3 separate regions of the Mus musculus genome follow, and all the other regions are linked to region 1. Evidence: chromatin contacts called from public Hi-C and promoter capture Hi-C data. All regions are on one chromosome and are shown on one strand. Each heading gives the region's core, a stretch centred on a gene start, on an enhancer-like site or on the middle of the called end of the contact. The rest is flanking DNA. Distances are from core to core; before and after follow the strand shown.

Region 1 (2,700 bases), core at 192-2,691:
AAAGGAAACTGAGGCCCAGGACGTGTAGGCAGGGAATGGGTAGGGCAGGGCAGGGAAGACTAGGGACCAGCAGAAGCAGAATCAAGAAAGATAGGGACCGGGGCTGGAGAGATGGCTCAGTGGTTAAGAGCACTGACTGCTCTTCCAGAGGTCCAGAGTTCAAATCCCAACAACCACATGGTGGCTCACAACCATCTGTAATGGGATCTGATGCCCTCTTCTGGTGTGTCTGAAGAAAGAGACAGTGTACTTATAGATAATAAATAAATCTTGAAAGAAAGAAAGAAAGAAAGAAAGAAAGAAAGAAAGAAAGAAAGAAAGAAAGAAAGAAAGAAAGAAAGAAAGAAAGAAAGAAAGGAAGGAAGGAAGACAGACACCATCACATGCAATCAGGGAGGATGGGGACAGGACAGGATGGGACAGGGAAGATTAAGTCCCAACCAGAAGAGTCAGGGATACAAGAAGCCTTGCTCATATGGCTGCCTCCCAAGAGCTCAACCCTACTCTAACTTTCCTTCTTTGTCGCCTGGGCTCTTTCCTCTCACATCCCCTTCTGCCTTTTCTTTTCCAATTACATCATGTTTCCTGGATATTTTGTGTTTGTCAAGACAGACGAGAAAGGGAAACAACTTTAGTAGTCGCTTTCATAACTAGCCTATGACCTCCTGCAAGGTGAACTGAAGGAGCACCCACAGAAACAAACTGCATTCTTCTTTCTCTCCTTGGAGCCTATCAAAGGCTGACCAGTCATTTACTTGCTTTCTCCCTCTCTCCTCAGATACCGCGGAGCTAATGTCACCTGCTCCACCTCCAGGCACCACCAGAACGAACCCCGCCCACTTCCACGTTGGATAAAACGATGCCTGAGAATAATAAGCCCAAAGGCAGATTAATATTTTTTTCTAAAACAAAACAAATCGGGACAAGCCAAATCCTAATAGTCTGCAGGGCCTGCACCATCTGCAGGCACTGAAGTCCAACGCCCGCAATGGCTCAGGAGTAAAGCCATGTGCTTGAGCCTACCCAGGACGCCGGCTGGGTAGGGAACAGAGGAAGAGCGCAGACTAGGCTCATGCTGCACCGATCTGCTGGTGGCTGGGACTCCGCGTGCCCATCCCTGTCGTTCTGGGGTCCCGAGAAACACGTTCACCCGGCATCCCCACAAGATGGAGACGGCACGCAAGGGAAATATGCTGCCACAAGTCCCACTCCGAAGACAACCAGCCACCAGCGCACTCACCGTCCGCGGGGACCCGACCCAGGGCGGCCACCGCCAGCCCGACCAGCGGGCGCCGCAGCATCAGGGACCGCCCGCAGGACTACGTCACAGCGGCGCGCCGGCCCACCGGAACACACCGGAGGGCGGCATGGCTACGCACACCGAGTACGCAAAGCACCAGCGCCGGCCACGTCCCACCTTTGCCCGCTGACATTACGTCTCCCTCGCCGGCCCCACCTACACCACATTAAATCCCGCCTTGTCACGGCCCCCAAGCGACAGCCACACCTCAGCCCAACGGGGGGGGGGGGGGCCGCGATGATGCACAGGCGCACTGCGCGGTTCTCCCCGACGACCACGCCCACTTCTCTTCGTTGTTTCTTCTCCAAACTCCGCCCTTTTCCGTACCCTCCTTTCTTTCCCTAGGCTCAAACCCTACCAATTTACAAAGACCCTGAGAGGAACACATCAGAAGTCAGCTTCGAATCCGTTTAGTTACATTTTCGGGTTAGCCGGTTAACTGTTAAATCATTTCAAGAGGCGGCTAGCACGTGCTATTTATTCTTCCAGAGGACCCAGATTCAGTTCCCAGCACTCAGGTTGGGCAGGCGCATCACCTGCACTCATGTACTCTTACCCAAACACATAGACACATACACCTAATTTTAAGTCTTTTAGTTTTTTAGATAGGGTCTTACTATGTAGTCTTGACTGTCTGGAAACTCCCAGAGAGCCATCTACCTCTACCTCCCAAATGCCGGTAATAAAAAGATGTATACCAAGGGAAGCAGAGGCAGATGGATCTTTGAGTTCAAGGCCAGCCTTGTCTACAGTGCAAGTTCCAGGACAGCCAGGGTACACAGAAAAACCCCATCTCAAACAAAAGTATGTACTATTGTGGCTCCCCAAAGTATTTTTTAAATAAGTTACTTCAAGAAACTGGAAGGCAGGGGCTGGTGAGATGGTTCAGTGGGTAAGAGCACCGGACTGCTCTTCCGAAGGTCAGGAGTTCAAATCCCAGCAACCACATGGTGGCTCACAACCATCCGTATCGAGATCTGACTCCCTCTTCTGGAGTGTCTGAGGACAGCTACAGTGTACTTACAATAAATAAATAAATAAATAAATAAATAAATAAATAAATAAATAAATAAATAAATAAACAAACAAACAAATAAATCTTAAACAAAAAAGAAAAAAGAAAGAAAGAAACGGGAAGGCAAAGATCTCAGAGAATGCTGAAGTTGTCTTTAATTCAGGAGATAAAAGAAAAATAAGCCCAATGTGGTGGCACACACCTTTAATGTCAGCACTTGGAAGTAGAGGTAGGCCGACCTTTAGAACATTCAGGACAGGTTCCATTTACATAGTTAGCTCTAGGCCAATCAAGGTTACATAGGGAGACCCTGTCTTAAATAAAACAAACTTATTAAAGAATTGCAGTAAAGTGGGCAGCACAGTTGAGTTAAGTATCAGTTCTT
Region 2 (2,700 bases), core at 10-2,509, 1.0 Mb before region 1:
ATGGTGGTTCTTTAACACCAGTCTCCCACATGCTGATGTTACAGTCATTTTTAACAAGAACCCTGAGGCCCACTGAAGACAGAGTTTGATGAACCAGCCTGCCTCCATTTTAGGCTTAAAAGGTATCTTTTTTTTTTTTAAAGATTTATTTATTTATTATATGTAAGTACACTGTAGCTGTCTTCAGACACACCAGAAGAGGGAGTCAGATCTCATCATGGGTGGTTGTAAGCCACCATGTGGTTGCTGGGATTTGAACTTCGAACCTTCAGAAGAGCAGTCGGGTGCTCTTACCCACTGAGCCATCTCACCAGCCCAAAAGGTATCTTATAGTAGAGGCAAACTAGATTCATTCCTGTTTATGATTAAACCTCCATTTCTCACTGATTGGGCTATGCCACACCTGTAATCTTAACTATACATGGTTCTGTGGGTTCCAGAAAATGGCAACTGTGTCTTTGTTTCAAAACCATCTTGTTAATCCTACCTTTGTTTCAAAAGGTTTTTATGGCCGGTCATGGTGGCCCACACCTTTAATCCCAGCACTCGGGAGGCAGAGGCAGGCGGATTTCTGAGTTCAAGGCTAGCCTGGTCTACAGAATGAGTTCCAGGACAGCCAGGGCTATACAGAGAAACCCTGTCTCAAAAAACCAAAAAAAAAAAAAAAAAAAAAAGGTTTTTATGACTACCTTCTTAGGACCACCTTGTGATCATAACTTTCTTTCAGGAGGTGGTTATGACCAATTTGCTAGTCTGTTTCTGTTTATGGGACTAACTTATTAGTCAGCTCCTGTTCTAGTTCTGCTCCTGTAACCTCCACCTAGCAAATCCATTTGGAAACACCCAACCCCTGAGCTATAGAAACCTTGTCTTCCTCATATCCGATGCTGCCTTCTCAAACGTTGCTTTAGGGGGAAGCAGTTCCTGTATGCAAATAAAAAAAGCTTGCTTTAATTAATTGCTTGCTTTAATTAACTTGGCCATTATGATTTGGATCAGTGGTCTTTCTTGTATCTTTGGCCTTAAATATTTAGGATTAAAAGGTTCTCCTGCCCTTTTCAGGCTGTTATGAGGTGAGGTCACAGTTTTTCTGATTTTCAGTCTTTATGAGGTCATTCACTCCAAAGAAAGACTGCTCTGACCAGACTTTTCACAAGGACGACGCATTCCTGGTCTCCATGACAACGCACTCTGACTTTTCCGGTCCCGGAAGCCGGCCTCGGACTGCGCATGCGTATAGTCAGCCGGCGTTTGATCCCGGAGGCTTCCGTAGGGCTCAGCATGGCGGCCGCACTACTGCGAGAGTTGGGTAAGGCTTGAGTCTTTCTTAGAATTTGGGAAGGAGGAGATAAAGAGAATCGAAGTTGACAGCTCGTATTCACGTTGCAGGTGCACTGAGGGTACCTAACCTGAGGATCTGGGCAACGCAGACGCTGCGGTAAGAGTCCTGCCACGAAGATCTTGCAGGCTGCGCCTGATCTGCATCGATCACAGTGCACTTGTGTGCCAGGCAGTACTTTCGGCCTCAGGTGGAGGGCGGCCCGACCCAGAACCCCATAGAGACTGTTGCCTCCGGGGGCTCCTCTCGGTGTTTTCTGACCAGCCTCTCCCTATTCCGTAGGCACGATTCGAATCTTCGACTTTGTGTGCTATACCAACAAACATTCCTGGTTATTTCTTTATTCACTTGCCGTGGGCAAGGACTGTTTGGAGACTCGAGGCTTGCCTGACATTGTACATTCGTTCGCTGTTGTTTCTCAGCAACTGGAGTTTGAGCCTTTTGCTCTGCAGAACATTCTGGAGCCTCTCGAGAAAGCCTTTTGTTTGTTTGTTTGAGTCTCGCCATAAGTCAGTCTGGCTTCTGCTTACCAGTCAGAGGCTGGGATCCTAGGCCATGCACTGTCCTGCTAGGACACAAGCGTCCCTATGCAGTTGAGTTAGCACTGGCATGGATCCGTAGGGTACATCCGAAGTTTCGATTACATATATAGTACTTGCAAATGAATTGCTTCTTTGGAGCAATATTTTGACATAATATAATTATAGTTGTTTGATTCCGTTTAAAACCCATTTCAGTCCTGAGTATTCATAAAACCTGTAAGTATTCATGAAACTTTGTCACTGTTAATTCATGGCATACTTAATTTACCAGACACCATATTGATTGCCAAATCTGTATTGAGGTTTTGAGAAATGCAAGGCAGTTTCTAAGGGATGGCAGACAGTAGGTACCTCACGCTCACAAAATCTTGTTTAATAGTTTATCCTAATGGCTTCTTTGAAAGATTGAAGTCAGAGTTGAGCAGCTTATGGTTCTGTCACCCTGCTGTGAGTGATGATATAAAATGATGTTAGAGGCCTTAGAGACATTGCCTCTTTCCTCTTTCTTACATACATGAAAACCAAGGCCCAGTGAAGTGACAGTGTGCCGCTGGCTTTAACTATGTAAAATGTAAACACCAGTGATTCAAACTGGAGAAGAAAGTTTGAAGGCCTAGAGATTGCAGGTGTATCTGGATGGGAGACGAGCCAGCTCTGTAGTGTCTGGATAAGGGTGGTGGTGACGTGGCTCCCAGAACGGCAGAGAGGTCCAAGTTTCTGTTGTCTTATGGGCTTCCTTCCTTTCAGGGTTTTACCCCCGTCGTGCATCCACACGAGTGCTTCTCTTGACATTTCTCGCAAATGGGAGAAGAAGAATAA
Region 3 (2,700 bases), core at 187-2,686, 1.1 Mb before region 1:
GTTGAAGAAATGTGTTCAAACTTTAGTTTCTCTTGTTTGCAGTTTGAAAGCCATTGTTTAAAGTGTAGACACTCCCCTCCAGTCCCTCCAGAAATACAATTAGTGTCTGTGAGAAGCTCTAGGTGAAGGGTGTGTGTGGGGGGGAAGCCAGGTGTTTCCTGTTCAACTCTTTCAGAGCACACCAGGCCTATTGGTGGCAAGAACCCCCCCTCCCCCCAAATTCCATGCTTCTCACATGACTAGCACATGCTAGGTCCACCCTCTCCTGAAGGACTCAACGGCTGCTCCTCACATGACTAGCACATGCTAGGTCCACCCTCTCCTGAATCGAATCACAGAACAGAGCAAGGACATGCACTGAACAGACTGAGGGAAGGCAGTGTCTACCTAGCCTAGACAACCCGAACACCTCAAAAGAGGCCAGCCCTGCAGCTAGTCCCATCAACATTGTTGCAGGGAATCCACCGCAGCTACAGTTACTGACTGCCCAGGCCTGGTTCTTTGTGGTGACGGTTGTGGCTTGGTCTAGGGTTTCATCCTCATCACAGTCTTGTGTCTCTATTTACAGATCCTGGAGAGAAACAACAAAGGCTGGGCTTCAGAAACTGTCCCTGACATCGTTACCCCAGAAGCTGGCTGTGCGATTTCACAGTTTGAAAGGCTAGCTCTCATTTAGTCAGTAAGTCCTATTTTGGGGATTTCTTCTGGAATAAAAGTTTAAAATGAAAAGGGCAAAGTGACTGGGAGACGGGATGTCAGAAGGGGGACACCTGCTGTATGCTTACCTACGGCCCCTAGGAGAGGAAGCACCAGGGGAGGGGAGGCGCTCTTCGGAGGTCTTAGTCTTCTTGCCCCGTGGGAAAGCACGAGGTGGCGATACATCCCAGCATGGCCTCGCTACCAGCGAACCCCCTACTCTCCCTGACTGGCCCCTCTCTCTCTGCACTGACCCACAGTGATACCAGGGACACAGCGGACAGCACAGGCCCCGGAGCAGCGCTGCTTAGGCCGTCCAGGTTCTGGGAGGCAGTGCTCAGCTGACCTCATTCATGACTCGGTTTGGTGGCGCTCTCCCACCCCTACCTAATGGTCATCCAGAAGGGGTTCTGTGAATAGATGGTCAGTGAATGAGGGGTTCAGGTTGCAGTAATCGAGGGTCAGGACACCCCATGTGCCCTGCATCATCACCTACAACCAACAGTCGTAATATGCTCTGATGTTAGGAAGTGGGGCCAGTTCTAGATCCCGTCCTTTCCCGAGGCGCGACTCATGATACTCCAGAACCTAGGCGGGGACCAAGTTTACACTGCTAGACGCCGTTTGAGGCCTCAGGGCAAACCTCGTTTTACGCACGCGCCCTCCGCCAAACCCAACTTTCTCGCTCTGCGCCTGCGCAGGGAGGCGGGGCGTAGGTATCTGAGCGCGCACGGGGGGACGGAGCCGAGACCGGCGGGACCGCGCACGCCTGGAGTGACGCGGAGAGTAGGCGAGTCGGGAGGGCGGACGGGTAGAGTGGTGCAACCTCTTGGTTTGGTGCCCATCGTCGGCCGCTCTGGGCGCCAGGACTCACGTCTCCCTGTCGAGCTGGGTTTCTGGAGCGGATCCGGGGCAAGAGGGAGGAGAGCTCGGGGTCAAGGGCCGCTGCCGCCCGCACTCGGCGGGGCCGCCAGCCAGGGTAAGCAGGTTAGGTTGCTTACGGTAGGAGCAGGAGGCGGAAGTGCCTCCGTGGCGACCCATCCTACACACGGGAACACTGAGGCACAGAGGCTACGGGGCTCTCGGTCCCCGGAGTCCAGCCTGGAGGCCTAAGGAATGGTGGGGGAGGCAAGAGGCCGCTCTGCTTGGCTCTTGGGGTGCTGCAGCTTTGCGTGGCAGGGCCGCCGTCGCGGAGCCAGCAAGCTGGATGGGGTGCCGTCTAAGTCCAGGGCTGTGGCCTGGAACGCTCCAGAGGGGACCTGTTGCCATTTCTTCTAACGGGCCGCTGCTTCCTCCTGCGCCCGTCTTGCACTGCTAAAGCCTTTTGTTTAGTCTTCTGGAACAGGGAAGTGAAGCTGATTGTCTCCCAGACGCTCTGGCGCAAACAAAAGCCGACGACGAGCAGGAGACACTCAGTGGAACTGAGTTCTGCACGGCTAGCAGGGAGAGCGTGGTTTCGTGCGTTCGCACTCCTCGCTCTTCAGAGCCCACCTGGGTGCACAGACACCCTGCTCCCAAGTTTGGATAATCAGGAGCGGTCACAACAGATTGCTTGGCAGCCTAGGGTGTGTGTGTGTGTGTGTCAGTGTTTTTGTGTCTGTGTGTGTGAGAACACAGGGCAGTGTGTGTGTGTGTGTGTGTGTGTGTGTGAGAACCCCTTTCTTTCCCTTTGTAGTTTCAAATGTAGCTTGGTTTGGGGATCGAGTTTTAAAGCCAGCCTGTGAGGCAAACATTGCATGGGATCAAAATTTTCCTTTAAGGGAGAGATCGCACAGCTGTTGATACACTCAACCCTCTCCCCCTCACACTCATAAAAATAAATCTTTAAGGGAGAACGCAGCCTCAACCTCCGAACCTTCCTGAAGAATTTTGAAGGATAATTTTTTTAGGGTTTAATGTTTATTAATGTATGAATTTATAATTAATATCACGAGTGTGTTGGTGGAAAAAATAGGCCGAAAAGGCGTCAACATTCTCAGGGGCTGGAGTTACAGGCATTTGTGA

Evidence for each region. Promoter capture Hi-C pulls out the DNA fragments that hold promoters and counts their contacts. Hi-C and Micro-C count contacts between places; a contact is called where the count stands out from the background.
Region 2: a promoter capture Hi-C map of the HPC-7 cell line shows a contact between it and region 1. The contact joins the promoter of Mrpl22 here to the promoter of Guk1 in region 1. A contact is called at or near these places in 6 of 39 promoter capture datasets (the HPC-7 cell line, cranial neural crest, embryonic stem cells and 3 more), 2 of 484 Hi-C or Micro-C datasets (B cells and cortical neurons) and 1 of 115 datasets of contacts at active chromatin or transcription factors (astrocytes).
Region 3: a Hi-C map of B cells shows a contact between it and region 1, with 6 read pairs. The contact joins the promoter of Cnot8 here to the promoter of Guk1 in region 1. A contact is called at or near these places in 3 of 39 promoter capture datasets (hippocampal neurons, liver and pre-B cells), 1 of 484 Hi-C or Micro-C datasets (B cells) and 1 of 115 datasets of contacts at active chromatin or transcription factors (embryonic stem cells).

Annotation. Positions count from the first base shown.
Region 1 is chr11:59,190,511-59,193,210 of GRCm38.p6, forward strand. Guk1 (guanylate kinase 1) reads right to left here and starts at 1,442. Exons shown (of 8, transcript NM_008193.3): 1 at 1,241-1,442. The coding sequence starts at 1,301.
Region 2 is chr11:58,170,405-58,173,104 of GRCm38.p6, forward strand. Mrpl22 (mitochondrial ribosomal protein L22) reads left to right here and starts at 1,260. Exons shown (of 7, transcript NM_175001.5): 1 at 1,260-1,309; 2 at 1,390-1,438; 3 at 2,629-2,700. The coding sequence starts at 1,282.
Region 3 is chr11:58,102,534-58,105,233 of GRCm38.p6, forward strand. It overlaps Cnot8 (CCR4-NOT transcription complex, subunit 8), which reads left to right and starts at 1,437. Exons shown (of 7, transcript NM_026949.5): 1 at 1,437-1,675.